Linked DNA regions of Oryctolagus cuniculus: region 2 is linked to region 1. Evidence: chromatin contacts called from public Hi-C data. All regions are on one chromosome and are shown on one strand. Each heading gives the region's core, a stretch centred on a gene start, on an enhancer-like site or on the middle of the called end of the contact. The rest is flanking DNA. Distances are from core to core; before and after follow the strand shown. Region 1 holds the start of TIMM22 (translocase of inner mitochondrial membrane 22). Region 2 holds the start of GLOD4 (glyoxalase domain containing 4).

Region 1 (6,654 bases), core at 2,331-4,830:
TCTGACCTCCACTCCTCCCAGCAGCGCGAGGCTGGCCCCGTGGTGGTGGTGGGGGGGGACCCGCCACCTCCTGGGAGCACTGTGGCTGCCGCTCCTGTCCAGCTCCAGCTCTTGCTGTAAACCACTCCTTCCCCGGGTCTCTCAGCCACCATTTTCCCATCTTCCACTCCTCGGGTCGGGGGACACTGGTCAAGGCCCTTTAAACACAGTGTCGCTCGGCCAATGCTAACTGCCTACAGTGAGTCAGCTGACTACTGGGTCTCATGTGGCCAGGCCTCGAGCCAGCGACTACTCACACACAGCACACTGCACTTCCTCCTTCCACCCTGAGGGCTGCTCACTCTTCCTCCTGGGCTCCATCTGACTGCACACGAGGGCAGGGCAAGGCAGCTGGGCTCTCATAGTCAGGCTCCTCCAGTTCCGCACACTCCCCAGACCCTTCTGGGGATGGGTCCTCCAACTCTCCCTGCAACCCTCCCTGCGAACACAAGTCAGCTTTGTCCCCTGCTCTCTCTGAACCCCTCAGTGCAGTTCCCACCTGGCCTCCCTGTGGGCAGAAAAGACGCCTCAGGGTGGAGAACGCAGGCTCCGCCCAGAGACACCACTTCTCACCTTCAGAATACACTTGGAGAGCTTCCCACTCCCTTGTTCCACCTGTGGGAGGAGACAGCAGCTCAGGCTCTCCCTGTCCCCTCCCCATCCATGCCGGGCCAGGATGCCCCACACAGGGCATTCTCCGTGGGGGAATTTCTCCGTGGGGGAATTTCATTTCTCCGCCTGCTGGCTTGGATCGTTCCTGACCACCGAGGCAGCTCCTTCCTTTTCGGTCGGATGACCACCCTCTAACAGGTGGCACGGATGAGCTGTTTACGCCGTCCCTTTCTCCACAAGGGCCTTGCTTTGACTGGGACTTGCCCGAGAGCCTGTCCCGACATCTTGCGTCCAGCTTGGGCTCTTGAGAGTTTGTCAAGGATCAGGGCTGGGACCCCTCATTTATCTGGAAGGCGAGGGTGGCTGGCAGAGTGCTGAGTTAGGGCCGCCTGGGAGAAGTGTTTGCTTCTTGCTTGCAAGAAAGGGCTAAGTGGGCTGTGTTGTGGTGCAGTGGGTTAAGCCGCCAACACCAGCAGCCCATACCAGAGCGCCAGTTCAAGTTTCTGGTTGCTCTGCTTCCAATCCAGCTTGCTGCACTGTGCCTGGGAAGGCAGCAAAAGATGGCCAAGTCCTTGGGACCCTGCACCCACATGGGAGACCTGGAAGGAGCTCCTGGCTCCCAGTTTCAGCGTGGCCTAACCCCTGTCATGATGGTCATTTGGGGAGTGAACCAGGAGATGGAAGATATCTCTGATTCTCCTTCTCTGTAACTCTGCCTTTCAAATAAGTATTCTGCTGTTCTCCCAGTTTATCAAGAGGGAGCTGGATCAGAGGTGGAGCACCCAGGACACGAATGGGTGCTCACACGGATGCTGGTACCACAGGCTGCAGCTTAACCTGCTGTGTCATGGCACCAGCCCCAATACATAAAGCTTCAGAAAGAAAGACAAAAGAAAGGTCTGGGCTAGAAATCGAGATTTAGGAGTCATGGGGTGGGTGTTTAGCACTTAAGACACTGATGTCCCATACTGGAATGCATGAGTTTGCTGGACTGAGTTCCTGCACCCTGGTTTCAGCTATTTCATTAATTCGGTGAGTAAACCAGCAATGAGGCTCTCTCCCCTCGACTTCCTCCCTCCCTCTCTCCCTTCCTTCCTCCCTCCCTCCCTTCCTTCCTTCCATCCTTCCTAGATTTACTTTATTTATTTGAAAGACAGAGTTACAGAGAGAGGTAGAGAGAGAGAGAGAACTTCCATCCGTGGGTTCACTCTCCAGATGGCCACAGTGGCCAGAGCTGTGCCAATCCGAAGCCAGGAGCCAGGAGCTTCCTCCAGGTCTCCCACGTGGGTACAGGGGCCCAAGGACTCGGGCCATCTTCTACTGCTTTCCCAGGCCATAGCACAGCGCTGGGATCAGAAGAGGAGCAGCCTAGAACCGGCAGCCATATAGGATACTGATGCTTCAGGCCAGGGCTTTACCCCACTGTGCCACAGCGCCGGCCCCAACCCCCAGCTTTCAAATAAAATAATGAGCTACATAATTTTTTTTTGACAGGCAGAGTGGACAGTGAGAGAGAGAGACAGAGAGAAAGGTCTTCCTTTGCTGTTGGTTCACCCTCCAATGGCTGCTGCAGCCGGCGCGCTGTGGCCAGCGCACCGCGCTGATCCGATGGCAGGAGCCAGGTACTTATCCTGGTCTCCCATGGGGTGCAGGGCCCAAGCACTTGGGCCATCTTCCACTGCACCCCCTGGCCACAGCAGAGAGCTGGCCTGGAAGAGGGGCAACCGGGACAGAATCCGGCACCCTGACCGGGACTAGAACCCGGTGTGCCGGCGCCACAAGGTGGAGGATTAGCCTAGTGAGCCACGGCACCGGCTGAGCTACATAAATTTTTAAAACGCAGGAGTCGATGAGGCACTGGGAGTAGCAGGGAAAGCTGTGAGTGTGGCCAGCCTGCCAGGCGGAGGGAGCTGCAGAGGAGCAAGTGCAGAGGCCGCGGCAAAACTGGGAGAGGGGGGCTCCCTGGAACTGGAGACTTCACAGGAGGGAGCAGTCAGCCAGGCCACAGGCAGCCGTGACGTCTAGCAGCGTGATGTGTGCGTGGCGCTGAACAATTGGGAAGTCACTAGGAACCTCAGAGTGAGGATGGCCTGGTGGGGGTACAACAGTGAATCTCACATCAGCTTAGAAAACTCTGGGTACGGGGCCAGCGCTGGGTGAGCAGGTTAAGCCACTGCTTGCAATGCCAGCATCCCATATGGGTGCCAGTTCGAGTCCTAGCTGCACTGCTTCCCAAACAGCTCCCTGCTAATGCGCCTGGGAAAAACATCAGAAGATGGCCCAAGGGCCTGGGCCCCTGCATCCACATGGGAGACCCGGATGAAGATCCTGGCTCCTGGCTTTGTTTTGCAAGCTGCAAAAACACGAGCATTAGTGCCCAGCTTGCCACAGGACACCAGCCCCGCGGGCAACAGCACCAAGCACGGCCTGGCTGGCCCTCCGTACTGGACCAGGGTCCGTCACTTCAGATCCCAGATCCTGACTTCTCTTAGCTGGGCTAGCATCACTCTTACTGCTCCGTTCTCTAATTACTGAACACATCGCTCCTTACATACGGTTATGCCATTCCTCCACGTTTAATCTGCAAAGCACTGCCCGTCACCAACATTTCACATCTTCAAGGTCCCAACGCGGACGCGGAGAGAGCTCGGCAGTGCGCACGCGCCCCCTGCCGGCCCCTGGCCGCACTGCAGCCCGCGGGGCGACGCCGCTCGCGTCCCGCCAGGCGAGAGCTCTGACGCGCTCCAGACCGGTTCGACCCGCGAGAGCACGCGCAAGGCCTTCTGGGAAATGTAGTTGCTGTTCGGGTTAGCGCTACCAATGCCGGCCCACACCACGCCGCAGCCCCAGAAGGATGAGGGCGCTTCCCTGTGACTGAAACGTGCCTGTCTGTGCCATTGATTGGGACTGCTTCAAAAGCTTGATTCGGCTTTCGGGAAACACGATAGCGCTCTGGCCAGGTACTCCCAGGCCGATGTCGTCTTCCGCAGCTTTCCCGCTGCGACGAATCTGCCGTTGAGATCCAGTCGCTCGCTTGGCAGGAAGTTTGTGGAATCTGCTGTGGGAAGAGCGACGCGGGGGCTTCCCGGGGCAGCTGCTGTCATGGCGGCGGCCGCCCCCAGCGCCGGGCGCTCAGCGCCCGCGGCCGCGGAGCCCGCCGAAGCCCCGCTGCAGTACAGCCTCCTCCTGCAGTACCTGGTGGGTGACAAGCGGCAGCCGCGGCTCCTGGAGCCCGGGAGCCTGGGCGGGATCCCGAGCCCGGCCAAGAGCGAGGAGCAGAAGATGATCGAGAGGGCGATGGAGAGCTGCGCCTTCAAGGCAGCGCTGGCCTGCGTGGGAGGTGAGGCGCGGCGCGGCGCGTGGGCCCGGGGAGGCGCGGCGAGGCGCGTGGGCCCCGGGGAGGCGGAGGGCTCGCGGGGCCGCGGTGCAGACGCGCGACCTCGGCTGCGTTCCCGTCGCGCCCCGGTGACCTCAGGCTCTGGCCCCGGGGTCAGCTTGGCCTTCGGAAATCCGAACGGGGAAGCAGGCCCTCTGAGGGAGGCGGCCAGGCCGTAGAATGGGTGACTTCGTTCATTCTTCATTCATTGCATCCTTAATTCAACAACTTGTTGCTGAGCAACTGGCCTGCGCCAGGCCGCGGAAACAGGGGGTGGGAGAGGCAGAGCCTTGGTCCGGTGGAGTTGAGGTTTTCCTGCTCAGAGGAGCAGGTGGACGGGGGGCTTGGCCGAGGAGCTGCCAGGAGGGAGCAGGCAGCGGTGGGCAGGGGCCGGAGGAGGCTGGCCCTGCCCTCTGGTTCTCTCTCTTTGACCTGTGGAGGCTATGAGGACGGCCCGAACACTTCACGGGCACGGGGTAGACTGGCCGCGTGTGTGCTGAGTTTAAGTCTCGCTGAGAACGAACGACCTGTAAGAAATGAGTGCTAGTGAGAAAAAGAGAGAGAGAAGAGGGATTCTGCTTTGGGGGGGTGGGGGGGTGGGAGGCCATAGCAGAGGTGAACCTCAGGGCTGAGAAAGGGGAAAGTGGAGGCGGAGATTTGAGCTCTGCGCCCACGCGCACAGGCCTTAGCGTGCTTACCGGTAAAACTTTGTTTTTTAGGAGAGTGCTGAAGGGCACCCGGGGTGGAGTGTGGGGAAGGAGGAGAGGCTGGGTGGGATGGCCGTGGAGACGGCTGAGACAAGCTCGAGACGGCTGAGACAAGCTCCCCTTGGCCTCCCCTGAGTCTCTGACGCTCCAGGGTGGGGGTGATGGAGACGCGGCTGTGGACGCAGATGGCCATGGTCGTGCTTGGAGAGCTAGGCTGAAAGGGTTTGCCATCTTCTGTAGCTGCCTGGTTGCAGGGGAACCGAGGAAGCAGGCAGAATTACTGCTGAGATACAGGGCTGTGGTGACAGTGAAGGAAAAGTCTAGGGGGGAGGTGGCCCTGGTATCCGTGAACTTGGGCTGCCTTTGAGGCCGTGAGGAGGCATCCATGGGCAGATGTCCAGGAGCCACAGGAGTGTCAGATGTGGGCAGCGGCGTGGCCCTGTGACCTTGGGGAAGTTCCTTAACCTTGCTGACCCTTGGTTTCCACATCTGTATAAAGGAAAGGGTGCTGGCATCCTCCTGGCGGGTGCTGGGAAGAGGGGGTGAGGCAGTGGCTGAAGCGCCTGGTGTCTGGCACTTGGGCATCCTAAATGACCTTATGGTCATGGGGCTCGGCCGTGGCAGAGGAGTGAGGGCATGTGTTTGAGAGAGTACGGAGAGAACAGAGGGCTAGAGACAGAATCTTCAGGCAGGTTAGGAAAGAAAAGGAGAGAGAAATCTAAGAGGATGGACCTTGTAATATGGAAACCCGGGTGAGTGGCAAGAGGGTGCGTTTCCTGCACTGGTGGCCATCCAGGTCACTGATGAGCGTGATCCCGAGGCGGCATTCCAGAAAAAACATCCGCAAAATGCCAAGAATATTCCCCATCTCTGTGTTTGCTTCCAGGATTTGTCTTGGGAGGCGCATTCGGGGTGTTTACTGCCGGCATTGATACCAACGTGGGCTTCGATCCCAAGGATCCGTACCGTACACCGACTGCAAAGGAGGTTCTTAAGGACATGGGACAAAGGGGGATGTCCTACGCCAAGAATTTCGCCATTGTGGGAGCCATGTTTTCGTGTACTGAGTGTTTGGTAGAATCTGTAAGTATCCGTGCCTTCTGAGAAACCCCTGCCGACTGCCATCTCACACTCTTAAAGAGAAACACTCTTAGCGCGGTTACTAGAAAGCTGGCCAGGGGCTGGGGTCTGACTCAGTGGCTGAGAGACCATGTGGGACGCCCACGTCCCCCTTCAGAGTGCTTGCGTCTGAATCCCAGCCCCGCTCCTATCCCAGTGTGCACCCTGGGAGACAGCAGGTGATGGCTCACGTAGCTGGGACCCTGCCACCCACATCAGAGATCCGGGATTGGGCTCAGGCTCTTGGCTTCTGCCAGGCCTCGCCCCAGCTGCTGCAGGCGTTTGGGGAGTGAGCCAGCAGATGAGGAACCTGTTTCTCTTTCAAAGAATTAAAAAAAAAAAAAAGATTAGAAACATCAGATACTTTATGGCTTATATCATAAAATGATCCCTAATGTAAACTTTAAGCATTTTTAAAAAATTATTTGAAAGGCAGAGAGAGATGCAGAGAGATCTTCTATCCACTGGTTCACTCCCCAATGTACCTGCAAAGGGCAGGGCTGGGCCAGGCTGAGACTAGCAGCCAGGAACTCCATGTGGGTGCAGGGACCCCATCACCTGAGCCATCATCTGCTGCTTCGCAGGCACATTAGGAGAAAGCCGGGTTGGGCGTGGAGGCAGCACTCGATCCCAAGAACTCTGATGTGGGGTGCTGGCATCCCCAGGGCAGCCTAAGCTGCACCAAACGCCCGCCCTAACTAATAGAAACTTTGTGTATTTATGTTGCAGGCTTGCATTACTCTTTATCTTTTAAATAAATTGTTACTTTTTAAACATTTATTTATTTACTTGAAAATCAGA
Region 2 (6,654 bases), core at 1,403-3,902, 200 kb before region 1:
TTGCAGGAAGCTTTGCAGCCTTCTTCAAACTCCTCGTGCCGCAGAACCTGCCAAGGGAGTTCAGACAAACGACACAGCTTTACTTCCACTGCACCCGGCGAGTGTAGCTCAGACAAAAGGTCGAAATACAGGTACTACCATTTGCAGGCTTTATTTGTCCAAGAAGAAGAAGAGAAAGAAGGAAGAAGAAAAGGAAGAAAAAGAGGGGAGGGGAGGGAAGGAGAGGGGAGGAGATTACCTTCATGCTCTTCCTGGGCTACTTGGCCGATTGGTTACGACCCCCCATTCTACATCAGAGTGCCTGGGTTTGATTCCCCGCTCCAGCCTCCCTCCAATGCAGTCCCTGGGACGCAGTGGTGGTGAAGCACAGCCCGATAGCCAAGGCCAGGCTACCCAGCAAGCCGTGACATCAACTGAGGCTAGGAAGCAGTGCCGTGCTGTGCAGTGGGGAAGTCCGGCCCCAGCCTCAGAGCAGGCTGGGTCACTGACGATCTGGGCCTCGGCCTCCAGGATGCCGTGGCGGCGAGTGTGTAACTCACTAAAGCAGCTGCCACTGACCTCAGACACGGCAGGCGCCTGTGCAGGAGGCTCTGCGCCAGGTCAAACTCTCAACGCTTGTCCTGAAGACTCAAATCACAGCACGAGACGAGGTCCCTACAGCACCGTTCTCGACACATCGCTGCCCTGTGCGAGGGTGTTGAGCAAGCTCCCTCCTCCCAGCAGCATAAAGTCCAAATTCCTCGGCTCGGTGCTGCTATCAGAAGCAATCCCAGCCTCTAACCCTGATACCCCAGCTCCTCAAGCCCAGCCCTGGCTAAAGGCAGACACGACTGCTGTTTCCCAAACACACCCTATCCTCACATCGCTTATTCAGTGTGTGTAGTGTAACACCTCCCTTACATTTTTTAAAAAACTTGGGTTTGGAATTGTGGCACATGCTGGAATTTCCTATCAAAGTGCTGGTCAGAGTCCCGGCTACTCTGCTTCTGATGTGGTTTCCTGTCAAGGTACCTGGGAAGGCCACGCAAGTTGGCCCAAGTTCTTGGGCCCCTGCCACTGATCCATGTAGGAGACTTCGTGGAGTCCCTGGCTCTTGGCTTTGGCCTGGCCAAGCCCTGGCTGTTGCAGCCATTTGGGGAGTGAGCTAGCAGATGGAAGATCTTGCTCTCTTTCTCTTCCTACCTTTCAAATAAATGAATTAAATAAATCTCTACAAATCTTTAAAACTTATTATTTTTTGAAAGGCAGAGAGAGAAAGAGAGAGAGAATCCAATGGTTCACTCCCCAAATGCCCACAGCCAGGGCCAGAGCCAGGAACTCAATCCAGGTCTCCCACGTGGTTAGCCAAAACCCAGTTGCTGGGGCCATCGCTGCTGCTTCCCAGGGTCTGCATTGGTGGGAGTCGGAAATGGAAGCCAGGCACTCTGATGTGGAACTGGGGCGTCTTAACTGTTGGCTATACGCCTGCTCTCCCCCCTCTAACCTTGATCTTGGAAATCCTATCTATTTTTAGAGGTCAATTTGATTATTTCCTGATGACACAGGTTGGGAAACCTGTCCTTTTGTATTTTTATAATAGTAACACATAACACGTATCAGTCAAAATCCGACACAGAGAATCACGCATAAACCTCACAACAACTCCATGATCAAGAAGAAAATACAACAAGAAAGAGCTCTGTAGTGTTCTACTATCACTTAGGCAATTAGGGCTTTCAGTTCTGTTCTATGTACAAACTCAATGGCCACCCCACCCTACCCCAGATCATGAGCTCTAAATGAGGACAGATACCAGGCTCACGTGCACCTTGTTGCAAAAGCTCAGCCTTGCACCCCAAAACAGAGCAGACATCTAAAAACTGACAGTTGGATTCCCAGAAGGCTGTCTGCAACCCTCCTCTTCGGCACGGCCTCGGCACCGCCCAGCGCTCCTGCACCTCTGAAGAGGTCCTCGCTGGCGTGTTCCCTACCTCCAGCTAACCAGGAGCTCCCAGGGAACGTCCACTTAACGTTTTCCAGCCCAAGAACCGTTGCAGAATCGCTTCTCAGGGCTGGAGAGAGGCTGCTATCGGGTACCCGGGAGGAGAATGGATTCCGACCCCCCGCTTCGATGTGGGCTGATGAGAGGACCCGGGCACTTACGCAGACAGGCTGCGGAGCCCGAAGGGACCACTCAAGCCAGCCCTGTCAGGAGCAAAACCTGTTATTCAGGTACCTACACTGAAAGGCTCCCCTTTCGGAAGAGACGGAGTTCCCGTTCGTTGCAAGAGCGATCTCTTTTTGTCTGCTCACGTCGCTCCGACCAGGCTGCGAGCTCGCCAGCGGCAGAAGCTTAACAAATACTTGCGCAAGAATTTTGTGTGCCAGCCCCCTCCCCCGCCAAAGGCCTCCTAACCCCAAATCGGCAGTTCGCACCGCTTTGCGCGGCGCCCACGGCAAGTCCGGAGCCTAAGCCGGGCCCCCATCCCCACCCCTCGCCCGCTTCCCGTCCAGCACCTTCATTCCCAGGACGTCGCGATAGAAACGCGCCGTCTCGAAGCGGTTTCCCACTTTGAAAACGAAGTGCAGAGCTCGTCGCGATGCCATGACTCCCGCCGCCCACACCGCCGCCGCGCGCCGCCAGCGCCGCCCCGCCCCGCCCGCAAGCCCAGCCTCGCGCCGATGACGCCACCGCGGCGCGCGCTCGTGACGCAGCTGCCGGCGACGGGAAGATGGCGGCGCTGGCGGGGGTCGCACGGCGGGGCCTGCGGCCGTTGCTGTCGCCGGCGGTCCAGGCTGGCGCCCTGGATGCACGGCGCTGGGTGCGGGCGCTGCGACGGAGCCCCGTGAAAGTGATGTTTCCATCCGGACAGGTGGTGGGACGGAAGCCGCCCCGCACGGCGGCGTCCGAGGCCGGTGGCCAGGAGCAGCGACAGAAACAGCCGCCGCACGTGGCCGCGTCCGGGTCGCTCAGCACTTGGGAAGAGACCGGGCTTCGTTATGATAAGGCTTTGCCTGGAGACCGGAGGCTGAGGTGATGGGCTGCTGGGGCTCCCAGCGGGACCCCGTGGAGGACGTCCCCCCGGGACAGCGCGCTGGGTTTTGTTTTGCGCGGAGTGTCCGTCTTCGGCATGCGTTTGTTGCTGTCCCCGCGAAGCCAGGTGGGTCTCAGAAGCGGGATGCTGACCGTCACTCGTGTCTCTCTGTTCCCGCCCACAGCAGTGTCATGACAATAGTGAAGTCCAGGCCGTTTCGGGAGAAGCAGGGGAAAATCCTGCTGGAAGGTCGCAGGCTGATAGCGGACGCGCTCAAGGCTGGAGCGGCGCCACAAGTTTTCTTCTTCAGCCGTCTGGAATATATAAAGGAGCTGCCGGTCGAGAAGCTTAAAGGGGTCCGCCTCGTTAAGGTGAAATTTGAGGATATCAAGGATTGGTCCGACCTGGTAACGCCGCAAGGAATAATGGGTCAGTGGTGAACCCAGCTTGGGCCTCGGGGTAGAGACCTAGGCTGGCTTGCGCGCTCATACTTGTCTCACGGCAGCACATTTTAGTTAACCCAGACTCAAAATGTAACTGCCCCGTCTTTTCTTAAGACCCGCAGAGAGCTCGAGCTGTCGCCTCGCTGTGCTTTGCCCTCCGTGTCCCAGCGGCAGCGGCAGCCACTGTTCCCCTGCGTCTGTATTTCGGGTCTTCGTCGTCTCCAGGAAGAACTGGCGGTCCCAGAGCTTGCACTGTTAGGTCACTTCTTCAGCTGTCCTAGTAAAAACCGAAGAGAAGGTTTGCAGGCAGGTTCAAGCCCTCCGTTCACAGAGCCCCTGCCGGTGTGTTGGTGGCTGGCCGTTAGCCGCCTTGTTCCAGAAGCATCCCTGAGGAGGGGCGCACTTGATTGCCCTCGTTAGCCCAGTGAACAGAAAAGGCTCTCTTCATTGGATTGGATCTAGCTCGAGGTTTTATGTATCTGTGATGTTCTTGAGCACCTCAGGCTAAATATGGGGGAAGATAAATTCTTTATACCTTGTTGCCGTTGGAGTTCTAGTTAAGATCTGAGGCCCAAATGGCAGCAAGTGTGGAGGCTCCCCTTGGATGGTGAGGGGTAGTTGGAGGAGGGAGAGTTGTCATCCAGCTTGTAAGGCCAGGTCAGGACTTTCCACTGAGCGTGTTTCATAGTCCACGTGCTGGGCTCCCAGATTCCATCCTTGAACTCTGCGGCCCCTGGTTGGGAGAGGAGATTTTGGGGTGCTGGTCTCTGAAACCCAGTGAGTCACAGGTATCTGTGCCCCTACACTCAGAACTCTTAGCCCATGGGGTGGAGACTTGGAATAGGAAAGAACCTGGAGTTACACCGAGTGTCCGTGTCTGCTTGCTGCCCCTCTTTAATTTGCACCGCGTGCGTCAGTGAGAGTCATTCATTTGTGCCACGCTTGTCGCCTTGGGCATGTGTGCTCACAGTGGCCGTCCACCTTGGACTTGTGGCCTTCATCGTGACGACTGTTTTCATCATTTCATGACTTAAAGATTGGTATTACCTAGCTTCTCCGTGTGATGCTGTTGTGGATTTGCGGAGGGTAGAGAGAGAAACGGATAGCACTGCCTGGCCAAGCTGAGACGCTCTGGAACCCGTGGGCACAGCGAGGCCTCTGCAAGTAGCAGGTCCCCTCACAGTAGATGCTCAAGGAGAAGGGAGGGACATCTGAGGCTCACGCCCCACTGAATGGCCTTGTGGCCATCTGTGCAGGAAAACAATGCTCATTTATTTTATATTTATTTGAAAGGCAGACAGAGACAGAGATACATCTGCTGGTCCCCTCCCAAAATGCCTGCACCAGTCAGGCCTGGGCCGTGTCGGAGCCAGGAGCTCAGTCTTGGTCTCCCATGTGAGTGGCAGGAGACTGCAGTAGAGTAGCTGGGACTGAAACCCAGACCTTTAGATCCAGGTATGGCCGTCCCGGTGGCGGTTTAGCTGCTGTGCCAAACCCCTGCCCCGAGTGTGGGATCTTCACGGCTCCCAGATGCCCAGTGCCATTCCATGGCCCCGACAGGTGGTGTAAACTTTTTACCTGCATTGTCTCTTGGAAAAATCCTCAGTTCTTTCTTGTTTCCGTGCAAGTACGGTCATTCTTTCCTAACCCCAGAGACCATTTATTGAAGTAATTATATACAACAAAATGTTCATAAAATTTTCAAGACTATGCAGTGCCTTGTGAGCATTCTTTAAAGGACTGGGATCTTTATTTGAAATCAGTGCATGTGAGGAGCTTTGACTGGTGCCCGACCTAAACAGTGCTGGTTGCTGTCATCGCCTCTGTGGTCAACGCCGTGGCTGGGCAGCGCATCCATGACAGTGACTTCGTTACACCAGGCGTTTCATGTACCCTCGAGCCATTTTTGTTCTAGTATCATAATCAGCCTGTCTTCAATACCTTCCATAAGGAAGGTACAGCGTGTGCTCCTGTGTGAGACGGAGGACAGAGGGACCAACAGGGCAGTGGCTGTGCCCGTTCTAAACCTCTCACACCTCTGTACTTGAGCGAGAGGCGGGGCCGTGATGCACACCCTCACGGTACTCCCAGCCCTTGCAGAGCGTGTGCTTAGATGGTGCTTCTGAGCCGGGGTCTTTCAGGAGCAGTCATCAGCTGGATGCGTTCACGTTCTTGGACTCAGGTTCTTTTCCTAGGACTGCACTGTTTGAAACAAGTGACGAAGCATCAAGTCAGTATAGCAGACTGACAGCTGCTTTTGAGTATAGTGAAGCCAAGCCTACAAATAATTTTTCAGAAACCCCAGCCAGTGGGAATGTGGGCAAAAGTTAGAGCACCAAAGCAGATGAGACAGGGGGAAGCATGAATGAGGGAAGGAATCACCCAGAGGGGCTCACAGTCAGTTACCGGGAGCAGGTGTGCAGCCTCCCTGGAAATCAGGGACATGAGGTTAAAATGACGAGTGGGGGAGTGTGTTCTGTGCAGTGGCTGAGTCACCACTTGGGATGCTCGTGCACGTGTCAGAGTGCCTGGTTGAGTCTGGGCTCTTCCACTTCAAATCCACCTTCCTGCCAAGGTGCCTGGGAGCAGCACATGGGCCCCTGCCATTCACATGGGAATCGCATGGTTCCTGGAGTTCCTGGCTCCTGAGGCCATGTAGGGCCTGAACCAGCAGATGGAATATCTCCCTCTCTGTTTCAAATAAAATGAACAGAAATAAATAAAAATAATGAAATGCCTTTTTTTTTTTTTTTTTCGTTAAAGTGACAGACATTGAAACAACTGCATAGTATATGCTGTGCTGGCATGGCCTTGAGCTGGAAAGCAGCCACCTGTGTGTCCCAGTGTGGACAAGGAGGAACAGGAACGGTCTGTGGGGAGGGCAGTTTGGCTCTGCTTGCTCACAGTGAGAGTGCATGGCCCCATGTGTCCGTGTCACTTACCTGTTCATGCAAGGGAAGTGTTTGCACGTGTGCACAGGGACACTCACCGCAGAGCTTGTGGTGGGGAACTTAAGCAGCGTAACCGTCGGGAGGGGGAGAGCCAGATGAACCCGGCACCTTCACGTGAACCGAGTGCCATGCGGCAGTTGAAAGAATAAGGGGGCTTCAAATGAATGATGTGGTAAGTTCTTTATGACTTGTTACTGAATAAAATAAGCAGGTTACAGAATGATGTGTAAGGTTATTTATTTTTTT

Evidence for each region. Hi-C and Micro-C count contacts between places; a contact is called where the count stands out from the background.
Region 2: a contact with region 1 is called in a Hi-C map of skin fibroblasts, with 6 times the contacts expected there. The contact joins the promoter of GLOD4 here to the promoter of TIMM22 in region 1. A contact is called at or near these places in 4 of 6 Hi-C or Micro-C datasets (ear pinna, embryonic fibroblasts, skin fibroblasts and 1 more).

What each region holds. Positions count from the first base shown.
Region 1 is chr17:46,217,884-46,224,537 of mOryCun1.1, reverse strand. It overlaps TIMM22 (translocase of inner mitochondrial membrane 22), which reads left to right and starts at 3,580. Exons shown (of 4, transcript XM_002718896.5): 1 at 3,580-3,991; 2 at 5,621-5,817. The coding sequence starts at 3,754.
Region 2 is chr17:46,416,254-46,422,907 of mOryCun1.1, reverse strand. It overlaps GLOD4 (glyoxalase domain containing 4), which reads right to left and starts at 2,652. Exons shown (of 9, transcript XM_051824572.2): 1 at 2,497-2,652; 2 at 1-47. The coding sequence starts at 2,586. MRM3 (mitochondrial rRNA methyltransferase 3) reads left to right here and starts at 2,678. Exons shown (of 4, transcript XM_017348913.3): 1 at 2,678-3,013; 2 at 3,199-3,443. The coding sequence starts at 2,712.